Regions from separate parts of the Mus musculus genome. Here region 2 is linked to region 1. A link is a contact called in public promoter capture Hi-C data. All regions are on one chromosome and are shown on one strand. Each heading gives the region's core, a stretch centred on a gene start, on an enhancer-like site or on the middle of the called end of the contact. The rest is flanking DNA. Distances are from core to core; before and after follow the strand shown. Region 1 has its middle 36 kb from the start of Cyp2d34. Region 2 has its middle 9.2 kb from the start of Nfam1.

The links. Promoter capture Hi-C pulls out the DNA fragments that hold promoters and counts their contacts.
Region 2: a promoter capture Hi-C map of hippocampal neurons shows a contact between it and region 1, with 3 times the contacts expected there. The contact joins two enhancer-like sites. A contact is called at or near these places in 1 of 39 promoter capture datasets (hippocampal neurons), 4 of 115 datasets of contacts at active chromatin or transcription factors (all in embryonic stem cells) and 1 of 9 other capture datasets (embryonic stem cells).

Annotation. Positions count from the first base shown.
Region 1 is chr15:82,654,731-82,658,380 of GRCm38.p6, reverse strand. No RefSeq gene overlaps it. Among named protein-coding and RNA genes, the nearest start is that of Cyp2d34, 36 kb to the right of the region's middle. Within about 2 kb of position 1,895, at least 4 of the 459 cell types and tissues checked have an H3K27ac peak or open chromatin away from gene starts, as enhancers often do. A contact at or near this core is called in hippocampal neurons, where this site is marked.
Region 2 is chr15:83,040,784-83,044,433 of GRCm38.p6, reverse strand. No RefSeq gene overlaps it. Among named protein-coding and RNA genes, the nearest start is that of Nfam1, 9.2 kb to the right of the region's middle. Within about 2 kb of position 1,568, at least 51 of the 459 cell types and tissues checked have an H3K27ac peak or open chromatin away from gene starts, as enhancers often do. A contact at or near this core is called in hippocampal neurons, where this site is marked.

The sequences.
Region 1 (3,650 bases), core at 646-3,145:
ATGAGGACTGAAAAGAAAAAGACAATTAGACAACATTATAATATGACTCCAGCCAGTGCTGTGGCTCAAGCAGGCTGATTGTTTCTAGGTAAGCTTTTATATCATTTTTGATACATGAAGAGAATAGGGTCAGTTCTAAGATCAAAGACAAAGTAATCAAACAAAGTAATAAACAAAGAGGTCAAACAAGGCAATAAACAAAACTCCCTGGTCATTGTCTCTAGGTTCTTATCAGGATGACCAAGATAAAACGAATGTCACACATTCCTCAACTGAGGAATACCGAATGGCTGAGAAGCACCTTAAAAATGTTCAACATCCTTAATCACCAGGGAAATGCAAATCAAAACAATTCTGAGATTCTACCTCACACCACTCAGAATGGCTAAGATCAAAAATTCAGGTGAAAGCAGATGCTCCCAAGAATGTGGACACTCCTCCATTGTTTGTGGGATTGCAAGTTGGTACAACCACTCTGGAAATCAGTCTGGCAGTTCCTCAGAAAATTGGACATAGTACTACCGGAAGATCCAGCAATTCCTCTCCTGGGCATATATCCAGAAGATGTCCCAACTTGTAATAAGGACACATGTTTCACTATATTCATAGCAGCCCTATTTATAATAGTCAGAAGTTGGAAAGAACCCAGATGTCCCTCAACAGAGGAATGGATACAGAAAATGTGGTACATTTACACAATGGAGTATTATTCAGCTATTTAAAAAGTGAATTCATGAAATTCTAGGCAAATGGATGCATCTGGAGGATATCATCCTGAGTGAGTTAACCCAGTCACAAAAGAACTCACTTGATATGCACTCACTGATAAGTGGATATTAGCCCAGAAACTTAGAATATCCAAGATACAATTTGCAAAACACAAGAAAATCAAGAAGGAAAACCAACGTGTGGATACTTCATTCCTCCTTACAATAGGGAACAAAATCCCATGGAAGGAGTTAGAGAGACAAAGTTTTGTGCTGAGATGAAAGGGTGGACCATCCAGAGACTGCCCCACTCAGGGATCCATCCCACAATCAGCCACCAAACGCAGACACTATTGCATATGCCAGCAAGATTTTGCTGAAAGGACCCTGATATAGCTGTCTCTTGTGAGGCTATGCAGTGCCTGGCAAATACAGAAGTGGATGCTCACAGTCACATATTGGATGGAATACAGGGCCCCCAGTGGAGGCGCTAGAGAAAGTACCCAAGGAGCTGAGGGTGTCTGCAACCTGATCGATAGGTGGAACAACAATATGAACTAACCAGTACTCCCAGAACTCCTGTCTCTTGCTGCATATGTAGCAGAAGATGGCCTAGTCAGCCATCATTGGGAAGAGAGGCCTCTTGGTATTGCTAACTTTATATGCCCCAGTACAGGGGAATGCCATGGCGAAGAAGTGCTAGTGGGTGGGTTGGGGAGCAGGGTGGTGGGGAGGGTATAGGGGAATTTCTGGATAGCATTTGAAATGTAAATGAAGAAAATATCTAATATTTTTTTTTAAAAAAAGATGTCTCTTAAAATCACCTCAATCATAATATCACTGAAACAAGACATATCAAAAGCAAGAAAGGGAAATAAACAGAATACAGGATAGAGTCCAGGAAAAATGTTCCCATGTTCCATCTGTCCTCTTCCAGAGCATCGAAACGACAGAAATCAATTTTCTAAACCTGATTGCAGAGAATAACAAATCTGGGAGACCAGCTGCTCCTGATGCCCAGAACTCAGCATCCTGTTGTGGACATGACACACCTGTGCTGCTGACATGAGTATCCAGACCCCAGTATTTCTAAAGTCACATGATCCTAACAGACCACAGTTGTTCACATGGCTGAGAGGACATGGACTGAGGATGAAGGAAAATGAACAGTGCCAACAGACAGATGGTTAAAAGAGCATCCAGTTCCTCTCCCAAGAGCTGGAGACAGACAGGAAACCCATTACAGCATAGATTGTGTGACATCCCTTGCTTTTCTGTGCACTTATCTCACTTACTTGATGTAGAAACATCCAGCCTTAGTCAGTTGTTACCCCACTGGGACCACCACCCAGTCAGCACTGCTGCTTCTCTTTGATAATGTCATGTATGACACAGACAGGTAGATGAGAGGCCGAATGTGTCACCCCAGCACTGACATGCAGGTGTAAGCATCAGGCACCATAACATGCACCGTAAGTGTCCTGGAGCAAACCAGAGGAACCCAGCAACCTGAGTCTGTCAGTGACCTATGCAAGTTGTCTTCCAAATACCCTTATTATAATCCATGCTGGTGTCCTGCCTCTCATGGCATCCTTTCAGGATGTGTTGGGGCTCAAGAAAGACCCTTCCTTGTCTTTGCCTCAACCTATGGTGCCATTCTAGGGAACTGGTTTGGGGAGGACCAAGAATCATGGACAGGAAGAGCAAGCAGGATTAGAAGTTTCAGGCCAGCAATAAGCATGGAGTCACCCACTGTCTCCAGTGACACAGAGGTGGTCAGTGCAGGGGCAGCATGGTCAGCAGAGAGGAGGAGACCCGTGTCTAGTCCTTGTTGTGGGGCTGCATGGTGTGGTCTCTGCTCTGCCCCTGCCTCCCTTCTGCCACACTGAAGGTGCAGCAGAGAAAGCCTGCTTGGATTCCACTAAGACTTCTGAGCCTTTGATATTCAGAGGTCTGGATCCATCAAGAATAGGGACTGAGCCTACGTTGACCCTAGTGAATGGTGAGCTGGCATGTGTTGTGGCACAGCAGTGCCCAGCACACAAGCACTATTTGATAAAAGACTCAGGAATCATCTTTCTGTTTTCCTCAATGCAACCCATCCTGACCACAGGCCTCTGGCCTGAAGAGAAATCTGCCTTACCTATGCCCATGTGGAAGACTATTGACAGGAGAGATTGAATGACCAATTAAACGAAGGGTGAATAAGAGAGCTAGGCCAGCATTTGACAATTCCCTGAACCAATTAGTGGCACCCTAAGATTCTCAGACCATTTTTTAGCTTCCATAGATTGGGTGAGAGAAATTTCGTGTTGTATTACATCCTTCCTGATCAACTGGATGAGCACAGACCTGTAATGAAGATGACACATGCTCCAGCTGCCTCCCCCCCCATTGGCCTTCACTTACCCATCATGACTTGAGCTGTCTTTTCCTATTGCCATTCCCTCACCATAGTGGATCCAGCCTCTTTCCCTCAACTGCAGGAAACAGTTTCCTCCTGCTCACACATCCACAGAAGCCATTGATTGGGTACCAGTCATCCCTCATATCCTGCCAGCAAAGTTCTCCATGAAGGACTAGGAGGTCTCTTTAGGGGCAATGTTCTAAGCCCACCCCCCCAAAGCTTTGAAAATGTTGGCATACAAGATGTTTGTTTGCACACAATGAAAAGATAATCGATCTTGAAGGAGAGGTCTACTAGGCATATACCTACCATGCTCAGCCAAGCATGCTCAACTCCCCGGAGACACTGAACATCACTGTTCCTTCCCAACACTTGACCAAACAAAACATAGGATTGGGGATGAACTCAGAAGACAGAGGGCAACCACGGCACTCTTATATGTGACAGGCTCCAAGCTTGGGGCTTCGTGATACCAGGAGTTGTATTGAGTGTTGGTCTTTTGTTGTATTGAGTGTTGGTCATTGGTTATTGGGCAG
Region 2 (3,650 bases), core at 319-2,818, 390 kb before region 1:
TTCATTCTCCAGGCCTTGCCTGGGGCAGGTGAGCTAGAACAGCCCCTAAGCAGAGGGTCACAGCTTGCCATTCCTCATAAGGTCCATGGCGCCCGCCCACTCTCTTCTCCCAACCGTTTCACTCATGTCTTTCTGCTGTGTCGGGCCTGCCCAGCAAACTTCTTCCCCACGCCCCAACAATGGCGGCTTGCTTTTCCTGCCCTCCCCCAACTTTCTGGTTCTTTTGCTTGCCAGATTGTCCTTAGCCTGCTTGCTGTCCTGCCGCCATCTGCACAAGGCCAGACACTTTTTTCCCACTGTAGACAGCCATGCAGGACCTGGCAGTAGAACTGGACCCCTCCTGAGTTAGCCATCCTGCCGGGCTCCGGCACTAGCTGCCCTACACTGACCTGAGTGGGGCCAGCCACCCACTGGCTCAAAGGCCATCAACTGGCCTGGGAAAAATCACTTAGCTTCCTTATCCATGGGGATGGCAGGGAACCTTCAAATAGAAAGGACTGGGTGCTGAGGTCACACATCTTTCCCAAAGAGCAAGCAAGCCAGATCTCACACGAAAGGTCTAGGCTCTCAGTGTCCACAGAGGCAAAAAGTAACAAAGGTTATGGAATTCCCTAAGGTGGGATACAGTTCTGGATTCTCTGTCTTTCTCTGCCTGCCTCTGTCTCTCTCTCCCTCCTTTCTTAACCCCCTCGCCCTCCCCCGCTTGTGTACACACACACACACACACACGCGCGCGCGCGCGCGCGCGGTCTCATGTAACCCAGGCTAGCCTCAACTTTGCTACTTAGTGGAGGTTGACCCTGACCCATCTGGGATTACAGGCTGGAATCACAGGTGTGTCGCACGATGCCCCACTTTTCCTTTAACGTGTCTTTTCATGGTATGCTTTTTGGACTCTGACCCAGCACCCTCTCCGACTTCTGCCTCGCCCCGCTGGGCTCTCTCCTGACCTCACAGGCTCCAGCGTGTCCTGGCTCTTCTAACTCAGCTCATATTCCCCTTTCCCCCAAGGGTTTCCCGGGAAGCTCACGGGGCGAAAACGGTTGAAAAACTGCTCAGTAAACCCGGGATTTACCAGCAAATGAGAAGGCTTATGACTAAAGACTCCATACAGAATACTCAGGCAGGACTCCATCAGTCTTCCCTCCTGTCAGCAAAGAGGAGGGGGCACAGGGGACACATACTGCACAGACATCACCTTTTCCCACAGATCTGGTCCCCCCCCCTTCCTGGCTCACCCCAGTTACAGGAACATCTGATCTCTGCCCAGGGCTCCCGACCCTCTGCAGATGTTGTGTTGACCCTGTCCTCATGATGACTCTGGTAGGACCAGGGGCCAAGGGGGCCTCAGGGGTATGAGTGATAAAGGACTGTCAGAGAGCCCGGCAGCCACCCAAAGTCAGGCTTGTGGCTGCCCCGACGCAGGGCCAGGGTATAGTATGTATAATTCTGAGAGATTCAGAACATCCCTCAGTCGCCACAATCTTTAGAAAATGGATGAAAAGCTGATCAAACAGGCTTTTGATGCCAGGATGAAGAGGGGGTGGGTTGAGTTGGAGGGAAAGTGCGGGCTGGAGTTCTCCACAGCAGGAGGAGGGGCTTGTCAGCCATCAGGCCTGAGCTGAGGAACTGCAGGAGGCCTTTCAGATTTTTACCTCTGGAGTCTGTCTGCTGAGGCAGCTATGGTTAGCATGGCAGAGTGCCTAGGCTAAGCCAGCATGACACTGGATTCTGGATTCTGGAGGCATGGCCTCCAGCCCAGTTTGGAGGTGAGTTCAGAGACCCGATTCAGAAATACCACCCTGAAACTCATGAGCTCCAGGCTACCCCAATAGAGTTTGACAGTTCTGCTCTGACAGAACTGAGCCACCTTACAGTGCTCTATGAGATGCCCCATATGACCCGTGGCCACTCACAGTTTACAGGCACATCTGCAGCAGGGAACAGGGACTAATGGGACTATTCTCAGTTTACCAATGAAGGAAGTAATGTCAGGCCTCCTGGACAGTTTGCCCAGAGGCAGGGTTAGGTAGGACCTTGAACCCAAACCTCCTGCCTAAGGCAGAGTCATTATCACCTGGGAAAGGCTGACTGAGAGGCTGGGCCTCCTGAGCGAGAGACAAAAGGATCCGGAGGTAGGCCAGGAGTGGAGGTATGTTTGTAACCCCAGCACTCCAGAGGATGAGGCAAGCAGATTTTGAGTTGGAGGCCAGCCTGAGCTACATAGTGAACTCAAGGCCAATCTAGGCCACATAGTGAAACTCTGCCTCAAAGCAAAATTTGGGCACTGCATTTTTGTGTTTGTGTGTGTATTGGGGGGGGGGTGTACTTTCTCTGGAGTTACCAAGAGGTAGTTGCCAGGGTCCACCCACTTCTTTATACATGCGATTCTTTCCAACCGTGTTCACAGGGTCGGATGCGTCTCAAAGCTTGCTGATGTGATTCCTTTTGGCCTCAAGTGTTAGTTCTCTCCTTCCTGACTCCCGCCCAGCCGGCTGGTTTTGGCCAGCTAGGGCATATTTTGGGAAAACTGACTTGGGAACGCATTTAACTTGGCATTTGGAGTATTCCATAGGACTCGAAGTTACCTCTGTGTACAGTTCAGTTATTCTGCTGTCTGTCTAAGGGGACACATGGCTTCCAGAACATTCCCACTGAGGCATGAAGGGAAGTAGAATGAACCAACGGCCGGGATGGAAAGGATTTAAATTTCTTGCTGGTTTGGCATGAAGTGCTGACATCAACAAAGCTAACAGAACAGGCTCCCGCAGGGAGGTTTCAAAGCAACGTGGGGTGTAAGTGGGATCCATCCAAAGAATTTTAAGATTAGCGCTCATTCAGAAAACCCGCCACGCCACAAAGCCAGAGTGTGTGCTGCTCCTACACGAGATAAGCTGGACCCCAAAGCTAAAACCCTTTCCATGGACTATGGCATGGCAAAGGGCTGCAGACGCAGAGCAGTTCATAGGATGCTCGGCGAGCCTGCGGGAAGCCCTGGGTTTGATCCCAGACATTGTATGAACCAGGTATGCCCCGCACACGCCTGTAATCTCAGCACTCAGAAAACAGAGACAGGAGGATCAGAAGTTGAAGGTCATCTTGGCCACACGGTGAGTTTGAAGCCAGGATACATGTGACCCTGTTTCTTGGTTTGGGGGTTGTCGTGTTTTGCTTTTAAAGTGGCCAGGGGTGGTGATGTACGTAGTAAAGCCCTGTCTCAAAAAAGGGGTGAGGGGCGCTTTACAAAATTCTTGTAACACGAAGAGGGGTTAAGAGTATAAGATGGGGTTGTGTCACACAGATGGTCACCTGTCCCTTGTCTGAATTGCTTTATGTTCATGGTGTCATCACCTTTTAAACTTTGTAAAGTGAATTCTATTCCTGTTAGAATGGAATGGCAAGTCAATATTTATTGTAAGGGCCTATAGTCGTATTTTGTTTCCCTTTTTTCTTTTCTTTTCTTTTTTTTTTTTTCTTTTTCTTTTTTTTTTCAAGACAGGGATTCTCTGGGTAACCCTGGCTGTCCTGGAACTTTCCCTGTAGTCCTGGCTGGCCTTGAACTCAGAGATCCACCTGCCTCTGGAGTGCTGGAATTAAAGAAATGTGCACTGCACTTATTCTCTGGCTGAGCCGTCTGCTCAGGCTGCCTA